2 separate regions of the Mus musculus genome follow, and region 2 is linked to region 1. The links are chromatin contacts, called in public Hi-C maps. All regions are on one chromosome and are shown on one strand. The core of a region is the stretch at or near the end of the contact, and the rest is flanking DNA. Distances in the headings are between cores, read along the strand shown.

Evidence for each region. A called contact is a pair of places that touch in the nucleus more often than the background predicts.
Region 2: a Hi-C map of liver shows a contact between it and region 1, with 3 times the contacts expected there. The contact joins the promoter of Slc19a2 here to the enhancer-like site in region 1. A contact is called at or near these places in 8 of 39 promoter capture datasets (3T3-L1-derived adipocytes, cranial neural crest, frontonasal cranial neural crest and 4 more), 10 of 484 Hi-C or Micro-C datasets (the G1E-ER4 cell line, the HPC-7 cell line, Sertoli cells and 1 more), 4 of 115 datasets of contacts at active chromatin or transcription factors (the HPC-7 cell line, the SCID.adh cell line, embryonic stem cells and 1 more) and 2 of 9 other capture datasets (adipose tissue and pancreatic islet).

The regions. Positions count from the first base shown.
Region 1 is chr1:164,209,293-164,215,213 of GRCm38.p6, forward strand. It overlaps F5 (coagulation factor V), which reads left to right. Exons shown (of 25, transcript NM_007976.3): 21 at 171-326; 22 at 2,456-2,600; 23 at 5,083-5,234. Among named protein-coding and RNA genes, the nearest start is that of Gm51287, 5.4 kb to the right of the region's middle. Within about 2 kb of position 1,814, at least 7 of the 459 cell types and tissues checked have an H3K27ac peak or open chromatin away from gene starts, as enhancers often do. A contact at or near this core is called in hepatocytes and liver, where this site is marked.
Region 2 is chr1:164,247,632-164,253,197 of GRCm38.p6, forward strand. Slc19a2 (solute carrier family 19 (thiamine transporter), member 2) reads left to right here and starts at 1,415. Exons shown (of 6, transcript NM_054087.3): 1 at 1,415-1,825. The coding sequence starts at 1,622.

The DNA.
Region 1 (5,921 bases), core at 564-3,063:
TCAAGTTCAGATGTGCTTTGCTCAACTGTGGGCTGTACCTCGCCACTTAATGAATTTACTAAGACCTTGGGTATTCCCAATGCTAAAGAAAGCTGATTATAGCTTGAGTTACGGTAAGGTGTGACTCACTAACAAGGATGGTTCTGTTTACTCGCTTGACTGTGTTGCAGGTGGACATGCAGAAGGAAGTTGTAGTCACCGGGATACAAACCCAAGGTGCTAAACACTACCTAAAGTCCTGCTTTACCACGGAGTTCCAAGTGGCTTACAGCTCTGACCAAACCAACTGGCAGATCTTCAGAGGGAAGAGCGGGAAGAGCGTGATGGTTTGAGCACTCATTTCTAGCTAAATCTTAAGGCTCACGCTGGGCTTTCCATAGCAGTAGCCTTTCAAATTGCATTTCGGGGAGTTAGAAAAGTGAATGAATGGCTTTCTAAGGGTCTTAGGAAGTGAAAATGATAGTATGATGATGGGTCTGTACAATAAAAAAATCTTCAAATCTCTGCAGAACTTGAAAGGAAAAACATTGAAGCAAGTACCACTTCAAAACAGATTGGCAGCAGTATTCAGCGCAGTGTCCACCCTTGTTCAACACAGCCCCTATGCTAGGAACTGCTTGTGTCTGCAAAGGGTTTTGATTTTTCTATCACCTTTTACTTTGTTCTGTATCTCACACACCTTGATTTATGGTGATTGTGGACATCCATTGATGCTCTGAGGCACCGTCCTTCTCTGGCCACCTTAGAGGACATGCCAGAGGACTTACAGACTCCCGTCTGGTATTCCATGAGCCCAGACAAGATGCCTAGATCATTCCTCATTCCCAGGCTCCTCCCCCAAGAATAATATCCAAACACTGAGAGCCTGTCTGCCATGATTGCACAAACACCTTGAGTCTGTTTCTGTTGGTACTTTATGTAAATCAATCACTTTACCACGTGCTACTTTTTCTTTGCTGTCTTGACTGTTTCTAGTAGTGACATATTTGTAATGTAGCTTAGATAAAAATCACTAAAAAAGAAAATCCTAAATTCCGGTGCTTATCATATCAACCAGTAAGGGGAGAGAAAACTTGATAGCCATCAAAATCATGCCTTCAAGATTTTCAGATCCATATCTATGCAGGACTTCGGCATGTAGTTTGATGGTTCTGTAATTTGATTGTCTCAAGCTTTAATACCACAGTAATAGAAGACATGTAGATGCCTAGATCAATACTTCCTGTGAATCGGGAAGTATTCTTTTCTGTGTTCTGGATGTGATTTCTGAAGTCCATGAGAATAGCTTCATTCAGCAGAAATCACCCATAAAACTATCAGGACCTGAAAGGCACTTTGTGGGAAAATTTAAATTCAGTGTTTTTCATTAGCTGTTTGGAGGTTATCTGAATATCTGAATAGTCTATTTCATATTGGGTGATTTATGATACTTTGTGTGGCATTTAAAATATGAGTTGCCTTTTTTCTTTAAGTTGCTGGTCATGTGTGTAGGGTCTAATACTAGTTGTCCTCCAATCCTCCTGACATCAGAGAGTCAGAGTCTGTAGCAATGTTGCTTATGTAATCTCTGGTATCATCATTTTTCTCTTTTACTTTTAGATCAGGCCTGCTGCAGACTTGTCCATTTGTTTTCCCATCATTTCCAAGTGCCAATTCCTTTATTAAATTTTCTTCTGTGGCTTCAATTGTGCTCTGTCTTGCAGATCTACTCTTTGCTTCTGTTTTAAATGGACGTTTTACGATACTTCTCTGTGAGAGAAAGGGGGTGGGGCACAGCCTGATGACCGCCAGGTAGAGGTCAGAGTCCAGGCTCTCCCTGGACACCTTAGGAGGCATTGCTTCCCTTGGCTGCTGAGTAGATATAGAGTTCCACACTGGTTTCTCCTGACACAGCTGAGGGCTTCTTATTGGGAAGAGTCTGGAGCTCCTAGGATGGTTCTTGTACCACTTTTGTCCCAGGAGCCTCAAAGTCTAACCCTTTCATTATCGCCATTGCCTCTATGCTTGGCTTGTATCTGGGTGTTTGTTTTCCTGTGATAGTTGGATGGTTTACAACAGTTATCTAAGGAGAGTTGTGGGGTTTTTTTTCACCTATAAGACTGGAACATACAAAGTAAGCAAAAAGCCCCCCCTTGGGGGGCGGGGGGGGCAACACCATGTTATTCTTTGATTCCTGAGAGGCTTGGGTAGTCTGTTTTCTTCATGCCCTCTTTCCATCTTTCTTTTCTTCTTTTATGCATAGTCCCAAGTTTCTACATAACAGGAGGAAGGACAGGAAAAAGAGCATCAGCAATAGCTTCCTCGAAGTAGACATATCCACAATTAGTTTTTCAAACCAAATTAAATTGATCCCATTTCTATAAAGGAACCTTACAAAACTTGTTAGATGGGACTTTAAAAAAAATATGGTCAGTGTTTAGAGAATTGTTATTAATGGTTTTCTCTCTCCCTCTAGTATTTTACTGGTAATTCAGATGGCTCTACAATAAAAGAGAATCGACTTGACCCACCCATTGTGGCTAGATACATTAGGATACACCCAACAAAATCCTATAATAGACCCACCCTTCGGCTGGAGCTGCAGGGCTGTGAGGTGAACGGTAAGGGGCAAGAAGTACCACCTTCCCACGGACACTCTAGACTCAAGATTCGGGTGGTGTGGGAGAGGAGCATTCTTAGATAACTTCAGTGCCTTAGGCTCCAGAAGAACCTTTGCAAGACAAATTCCAGTAGGGAATACTCTCAGTGTGATCTAAATGGAGGCAGAGCCTGGTTCTAGTAGTCCAGGGGGTAGGGTGGGGGCAGCACCTCACTCCTCACTGCATGGTGTGAGCGTCATGGACACTGTCTGGTCAGCCCATTTTCAGTGAGAGCCACCTGACTCTCCGTCACTGTCATTTTTTTTTTTTTTTTTTTTTTTTTGGTGATCAGTGATCGATCAGTGATCGTTTTTTTTTTTTTTAATCTGAACCTGGCTTTCAACTTCTGAAAACCATGTGTGTGCTCTGTGCTCTGTTTTGGACTCGTGTGAGAACCTGAGTCTTCCTAAGCATCTACTTTTTTTTCAGGGGATGAAATTTGTCTTGTGATCTAATAAATCTAGGTCATAATAACAGTCATAATAGTCCACTGACTAGTCTCTGATTTTTTTAAAACAAGGCTTTCCAGGATTGTTTTAATAATTTGCTTATTTTTTATTTTATGCACATTGATGTTTTGGCTGCATATGTGTCTGTGTGAAGGTGTTGGATCCTGGAGTTACAGACGGTAGTAAGCTGCCTTGCGTGTGCTGGGAATCGAACGCAGGTCTTCTGAAAGAACACTCAGTGCTCTTAACTGCTGAGCTATCTCTCCAGATGATCTTTCCAGCATTTTTAACTTTCAGGAACATGCAGGAAATACTGTCATCGTCCAGGCATTCTGGGGTAAAAGACAAAAATACCCAGGCCTCAGGTGACTGCTAAAGACAGGACTAGGTGAGGGATGAAGAGTCACACACGGTGTGTCATGCCCTGGGAAGCTCTCTCATCTTCCCCTGAGGTAGGGGAGAAAGGCCCAACTCACGTGAAGCGAGTATCTGAACTTTGGAATCAACTTCTTACCAAAGCAGATAGTGCTGCATGTGACATTTGTAAGAGCTATGCACAGGGAGGGACGCTTGCCCGTATCTGGATATCAGCAGTGTAGAAAACCACCCATACAGAATGCAAATGTTGTATAGGCGGGATTATCCTGTGAAGCAGATCTGTAAGTCATTGGGGCGGGGGGGGGGGGTAATTCCCATAATCACAGTGTCCGTGGTAGCTTTGGTCAATCATGTAGTCTAACAAATCTAAAATGTGAGGTGAGGTTCTGTTAATTTACTAAAAATATTCCTTTTCTACAGAAGGAGCATGGCATTTTTCTCTTCGCTTTTTGGAACTTACATAGCAAGCAGTGAATGTTTCTTTCAGGATTTTTTTTTCTTTTTTTGACATAGAGAAAGCAAGCTATTGCTTCAAGAAAATGTCTGTGGTTTTGTGTTGTTCCCCCAAGGAAAAACATAGTACCACTAAGACAGTCAGCTGCCTTCACTCACTAGCTAGGTTTCCTATGCCAATAGTTCGTCTTTGCTTCCCTAGAACGCTCAAAAGTATGCCCAGGCAAAGTTCTAAAGAGTGTATGTGTTCAAAATGTTGAAAGTGAAAATAGAAAAGGTGCCTACCAAAGCCCCACTACATCTCCATGGCTTCTGTTGGCAGAAACTTTCCTTTCAGTACAGCCATGCATTGCTGCACCACAGGAATCCTTTCTTAGAACTGCATCTTTAGGCCATTTTGTGTTTTACTGTGCAAACATCATAGATTGTGTTTACCCAGTACCGGCCAGTCACCCAATGTGGTCTTGATACAATCAAGAGACAGAGCAAGTGAGCATAACACTACACTGTTTCACAGTGTTCAAAAATAACGATAAGAAGTATAGCCAATACACAAAGCAGTTACGTTGGGGTTTATTATTGAATATTATGAATTGTACATAACTGTGTGCACTGTACTACACATGTCTTAGCACAGTAGGTTGATTTATACAGACACCATCACAAACACAGAGGCTATATATTACTTATGACAACTATGATGTCACAACAGCTCCATAGCCTAATGGGACCACTAGGATTTGTGTACTCTGTTATTAACAGAAATGACATTATATGCTGCATGGTGGTACGTATTGTTCAGAACCAGCATCTATCTCAAAGCAAAGACTTGAGACTCTACGGCTGTCTGAAGAAGGGAGAACCCACACTTAAATACTGTGTTGAGTGGGACACTGGCTGTCAGTTCAGTTTCCTCTTCTTCTGACAGTTTTGTCATGTTCTTGTATCTTGCTGTATTCTGTGTCCACTTCTGTCATGGGTGTATGAGCATTGAATAATATATTAGTAGCATCAGAGTGGTATTTGCACTTGAATTGAATAAATTGTTCTTTGTTTTGCTGTTTCCTGGAAGTGATAATTTTTTTTGGGTCTTCTGTGTTGCAAAATGCAGCGCAGGGATCATTAGTGCTGTGTAATTAATCATATTACTTTCCTCTTGACAGGATGTTCCACACCACTGGGCCTGGAAGATGGACGGATTCAAGACAAGCAAATTACTGCATCTTCATTTAAAAAGTCGTGGTGGGGAGACTACTGGGAGCCCTCCCTTGCCCGCCTGAACGCCCAGGGCCGCGTGAACGCCTGGCAAGCCAAGGTGACAGCAACCATATAAATGGAGTTCTCTCACTTTCCAGAAACAAACAATGACCACCACCACAGGGGACAGGAGGGTGGCTGGGAACTGGAGTGTGAGCCTCTGAAGTCCCAGGTCTGAGAATCTAGGAAGACTTGCAGAATCAACAGCTTTCGGCTCTAACCATGACTCAGAGAAAAGTCGTACCTCTTCCTTGTAGTTCTTGCGAGCTTTGATTTAAAGCAGAAAGGGACAACAGCTTGCAAAGAACTAGATAGTACATATTTTAGGCCAGTGGTTCTCAAGCTTCCTAATGTTGTGACTCTTTGATACAGTGACTTGTGTTGTAGTGACCCCAAGAATAAAATTATTTTTGTTTCTACTTCGTAACTATATTTTTGCTACTGTTATGAACCATAATGTAAATGTCTGATATGCAGGATATCTGGCATGCAAACCCCATGAAAAACCATTTGACCCCCAAAGGGGTCTCGACCCATAGGTTGAGAACCACTGTTTTAGGCCAAGTTTTCTGTGCATTCTAAGTCCTCATGTAAGTGAATGGGGACAGTCGTGGCTTACCAGTTCCTAGGTGAGGCACTTTAACATTAATAACAGACAACTAATTATGGTTTATAACATATCTCTTTTTTCATAATTTGCCACTTTAAAATTTTTCCTTCCCTTTCTTTGTGACATTCCTCAAGT
Region 2 (5,566 bases), core at 165-2,664, 38 kb after region 1:
TCGTGCAGCTCGATTCTGCTGATATTGGGACAGAGTCAGTCTGTGAGTCCAGCAAAAAGTCATGCAGAGGGCGATGAAAGAAAGCGCTGGGGATTCCTGCCACGGTTTGCCCTTGAAAAACTTCTGACAACAACCTGCCCTCTTATTGCCTCGTTTTTCTGTTTTAGTGAAGTGTTTTAGTGAAGGATCGCTCAATGGGAACCCAGGAGGTTCGCACAGTGAGCCCTTTCAGTCCTGCCTGCCAGCCCTCAGGTGTCTAGTTGGTCCTTCTCCTTGGAGACGCAGTGACCCAGGCAGAAATGAAAGAATGAAAATTCAGATCGCCCTCACTAACAACAGCAGTCTGAGAGGTGAATCTCAAGACTGGGAGTCGCTGTGACCAGAGGTGCTGGAGAGCCAGCAGCGCATGGTCTGAGCCAGATTTTGTAGCCAAGAGTAGGAAAGGGGGAGTGCAGGCTCCCTTGGAGAAAGACGGGGTGATTAGCCTGTCTGGATGGACCGAGAAGACAGAAACCTCCCAGTGTAGGGTGGGGGTTAGCTGCTTTTACTTTTGAACCCTGTGGGTATTTCGTGAGCGGCACACTTCCTGAAACCTTGAGCCCATTTTAGGGCCTAGGTTTTTAGGGCGATTTCCTTTCCATAGGATATATTAGTTAATTGTTCTTTGTATCCTGCCAACAAAAAGTGACGAAATAAAGCAAAAGCCTCTTGCTGATTAACTCGGTCATCCTCGTTTTCTTTCTGTCTATAGTAAAAGGCCCCAAATCTCAGTTCTCAGGTCCAGCTTGTGTCTTTCTACCACATTTAAAGACAATGTTAAAAAAAAAAAAAGCAAACTAAATCAAACCCAGCAACAACAACAAAAAGCTCTTGGAGCCCAGGGATTGCATTCTCCCGCCTCAAGGTTAAAGGTTTGCAAGCCTGTGTCATCATGTGTCCCGGGCAGAGGACCAACATCAGTAGGTTGGCAGATAAGACTGAGCAGACTCGCTGCGATGAAGCACACATCCGGGGATCCCGCTCTAGGGAGCCTTCCGGACGTGTGATCGGAAAATGCCTGGTGACCGATCCGACCAGGGAGGGTGTGTAGGGTCCTCGCCACAGAGTCCAGACATGGCCCCTAAAAGTCCGATGTCCCAGAACCCCTCACGTCAGAGCCCGGGCGCGCAGCCCCAAGCGGCCTTTCTGTCTTTTGAGCCACTGGCCAATAGGGAAGCAGGGAGGTTGGCTCCGGCCGGGAGGCATTGGCGAGGAGGAGGTTCCCGGGGGCGTGGCTAGTGATCGTCTGCTGTGGGTGGGCGTGGCGTGGGGCGTGGCCAGGCGGAGGCGGGCCAGACCGGGAGGCGGACCTAGGGAAAGGGCGTTCTGCGGTCGGGGCGGGGCGTGGGGGCGGGGCCAGGCGGGGTGGCGGGCCAGACCCGGAGGCGGACTTAGGGAAAGGGCGTTCGGCTAGCGAGCTGTGGCCGCCGGCGGGCGGTGGGGACTCCAAGCACCTTGACCCTGGCGCGAGGCGGCGTCGCGCACGCTTACAGGTGCCCGCGCGGGCTCGCGGCTCGGGCGCCCTCCCGTTGGCCGAGAAGGAGGAGGGGGCCGTGTCGGCGTCCAGCCCCTCGCGCCCAGGATGGACGTGCCAGCCAGGGTGTCCAGACGAGCGGCGGCGGCGGCGGCCAGGATGCTTCTGCGTACTGCCCGCGTCCCTCGCGAGTGCTGGTTCCTGCCGACCGCGCTGCTCTGCGCCTACGGCTTCTTCGCAAACCTCCGGCCGTCGGAGCCGTTCCTCACGCCCTACCTTCTGGGACCCGACAAGAACTTGACCGAGAGACAGGTAGGCAGGAGCGGCAGGCGGGGAGGCCGAGCATGTCAGATGTTTGTGGAGGGTCTGGCGGCGGAGTCCCGGAGCGGGCTACGCAGATATCTGTTCGGATTTCTGCTCGCTTGGAAAAGTGGCCTTACTCTTTGCGTTTCTAGCACGTTCCGTGCGAGACTAAGCAAGATGGGCCGCAGCCCACGTGCATGTGTGTTTCAGGCCGTATGTGGATAACCCGGTTCTGCCCGGACAAGTCCTGTGGGAGCTGCTGGGGACCGGGGACAGTGCGTGGATAAAGAAAACAGTAAACTCGACTTTCAGTAGAATATGTACATATGAGTGTTTGTATGTATATATGGATGGATGTTATTTGGCTTTGTTTTTGTGAGAGGGTCCCCCTTTCCTTCCCCTCCTTGACTTTGTTTACCCCTGACAAGATAGATACGCGCTATTACAGAAGGACAATACAGGACAGTAGTACGCCATCCGAATATGGGTGCTTGATTAGGTAAGACTGTGTCCAAAGATTTACTGCACCCTCTGAAGTCCGTCTCTGGGATGAAAACAGACGGTGTCATATAATTGGTACTTAGCTTTTCTCGGATGGTGAAGTGTTGCTTCACCTACAGGTTTTATCCTCCGTACAGGTGTTTTTGAGGGCTGTGATGCACATGGGCCATGACCAAGAACTCCTGCGCAGACATTTATTCAAGATACAAACTTGTACGCACAGCACCACAGAAGTGCATAGTATACTTCAGAAATGTGCCTAACTCCTGTGATTAAAGCTCATTATCCCGGCACTTGGTTTTGTCAGAGGAGCTTGTAGATGGAGATTGCTGCTCCAGGACCCTTTCCTTGAGTATCCAAAAGAGTGAAAGCTCAGGTCCGATGTCTTTTCCCTACTGTCAGATGAGTGGATGCTGAATAATTGCCACCTTCTTCCTATACCCGGTTTCCTTCCTTACCGCGCTGCTTCCCTGCCCAGGTGGCTGTAGAATATGACTCCCATTTAAGCCTCCCTGTCATTTCCTGTCAGTCATCACTTCTGAGGAGCAACTAACTCAATAACTTGGCATGCCAGGTCAGAGCAAGAGGTGACACTACCAGACCCATTTCAGACTGGCAGGATATAATTACTCAGAGTCCAGTTTGTTGTGCCTTTATTCAAGGTCACCTGGGAAAGAATTGAGAGTCAGTGTGGAATCCCGGATCCACTGACATTTAGCAAGTACAGCTGACTTCTGCCGTAATGTTACACCCTGCTCCCTAGTCTTATGGATCATGTCACAGTTATTCATTATCCATGTGTATTTTGGTGCTGGTTAAAGCCAACAGTAGAAAGATAAAGCCTTCTGATTTAGAATGGTTTTTCCAAGAAGAAAATTGCTCTGTGGTTATAAGAAAGTGCGATCTTGGAGACCCAGGACAACCACTGAACCTGAGGTATAGACCCTGAGGCAGACATGACTCAGCATGTGAGCAGAGTAAGCAAGTTTGCATGCAAACTGCTGTGCGATCTGCACAGTGTATGTCCTTGCCTGACAGAAGCATGTGAGGAGAAATGTGCTCTTGGTGTTGATATTTGAAAGTTGATATGTTTTGTCAGGGGACCTGGATCAAGAGCTGCTGTGTGCTGCAGTATGGCATGCTCTGCCCTCTCAGCAGGCCTTACATATAGGGGGTATAAGAGTATAGCAGCGTGCTGGGCCCAGCAAATGCTTGTTCATTGTACGACAACACAAGGATGCTTGTCTTAGTGCCAAGTAGTCGAGGCAAGGGGATTTAAAGAGAAATCTAGTGATCTGGGATGTGGGATCTTGGAGTCTTTGCTAAAATGCTAGTGTAGCCCTTCTTTCCAGGTTGAGAATCCTACATTTAAAAACAAAACGAAAACCTAGTAGCTGAAATAGAACCACTGTTGTCCTTCACGAATGAGCACTTGCTTTCAGCAACGGACAGCTAAATAAAACATTGAATGATTTTTAAGCAAAGTAAATCCCAGGTTATAGTCAGTGACATTTGTACTGAAGTTTATATTTTTCCCTTGAAGACATCAGAAGTGCCAACCTGGGTTATCTTAAATCATGCTGAGTGCCTAAGGCTCAAGGGCAGAATTTCCCCTCTCCATTCCCATTCTAGAATTTTACCACTTTAAGATTGAGGCAGGTTCTAATTGGACTATGTCCCAATCATTAAAAGCCAAACATTAATAAAAGCTATTTACTTATTATGCTAGGAACTGAATCCAGGGCTCCTTTGGCTCCTTTTGCTATACTGCTGAGCTACATTTCCAGACTTTTTCTTTTTTAATTTTGTAGTTAGTGCAGGACCGTGTAAGTGTTTGCCATGTGTGTATGGGAGACTGTGAAGGCCAGAAGAGGAAGGATGTCAGAACCCCTTTAGCTGGAGTTATGGGTGGATATGAACCAACTGGCATAGGTGCTGAGAACTGAGCCCCGGTCCTCTGGAAGAGTAGTTGATGCTTCTAACCACTGAGCCTTAGCTAGTCTTGTTGACCATTTTTTAGGGATGTTCTTGAAAAGTTGCTCAGAGTATTCCTAAACTTATGATCTTCCTGCCTCAGCCTGTCTGGGATTACGATTGTTTATTGCTGTAGCCAACAGAATTCTTTATCTCTGAAAAGTGTTTTAACTTTTCTTGGTAGCATTCGGTTTTGATGTTTACTGCTTTTCTTTGACTTGTAAAACCATTTCACATATTCTGCTTGACACTCTGAGCCTTGGAGATTCCTTTTGCCCTTTTAGTCCATCCAGGCTTCATTCATATGACAATTCTAAATCTAGTATATTCACCAACTCACCTATGTATGGTCCAGTACTCAAAAGTATGATCTCTGCTTGAGATAATCTTTCTCTCTCTCTCTCTCTCTCTGTGTGTGTGTGTGTGTGTGTGTGTGTGTGTGTGTGTCTGTGTCTGTCTGTCTGTCTGTCTGTCTGTGGGTTCTTTTCCTATCTTCCTTATCTTTCTGGACCCACCATGTTTTCAGTTTCCATTTTAAATTCTGTGTGTGTACATGTTTCTTACTTGGCTCAGAACTCCTGGAACTAAAGGTTCATTCATTCATTCTTTTAAAATCTCAATACAGATTAAGTAGTGCTATGTAAATATGTATTCATCAAGTAGGGTCACAGAGCTCTTTACCTGGTTTTCTTCAGTCAACGTGGGAATTGGTTTAAAACCGAACAATTTACTTTCCCGTAGCATATCTCCCAGAAGAAAATGCACACAAACAAGTTCTGCCCAAGGTTGTGAAAGGCACTTTGACTAGAACAGATCGATTGATTCCCTTTGATCTCGTGGTGGGTGTTGCCTGGGATGAGAGCTAGCCAACAGAAAGGTAATAAGGGGATGTGTGCCCTTTGTTTGTTTTTGCCTGTGAGAAGCTGTTCTTCAAGAGCCAAATATCTATTAAAGGAAGATTTTCTGCTGTTAAGACTTCTCTATCAGAAATGTTTTGAAAGAATGTCCTTTGAGACCTACCTCTCCAGACTATGTGGTCTCTGTCTCTGAGGAGTCCCTGTCATGGTCTCCCTCCGTAGAGATGGGAAAACTTCTGCAAGCGATAGAAGGAAACTTCGGGCGTTCGGAATCACTAGCAGTTTTGTGACTGAAGAAAGTAGATGCTTTGGTGTGCTGGGTTGGGAATATCATTCTCTGCCAATCCTGACTGTGTAATGCAGCATTCTCCAACACCAAGTTTCCTTCTTGTAAAACAGAGATGGTAAAGCAGTTGCT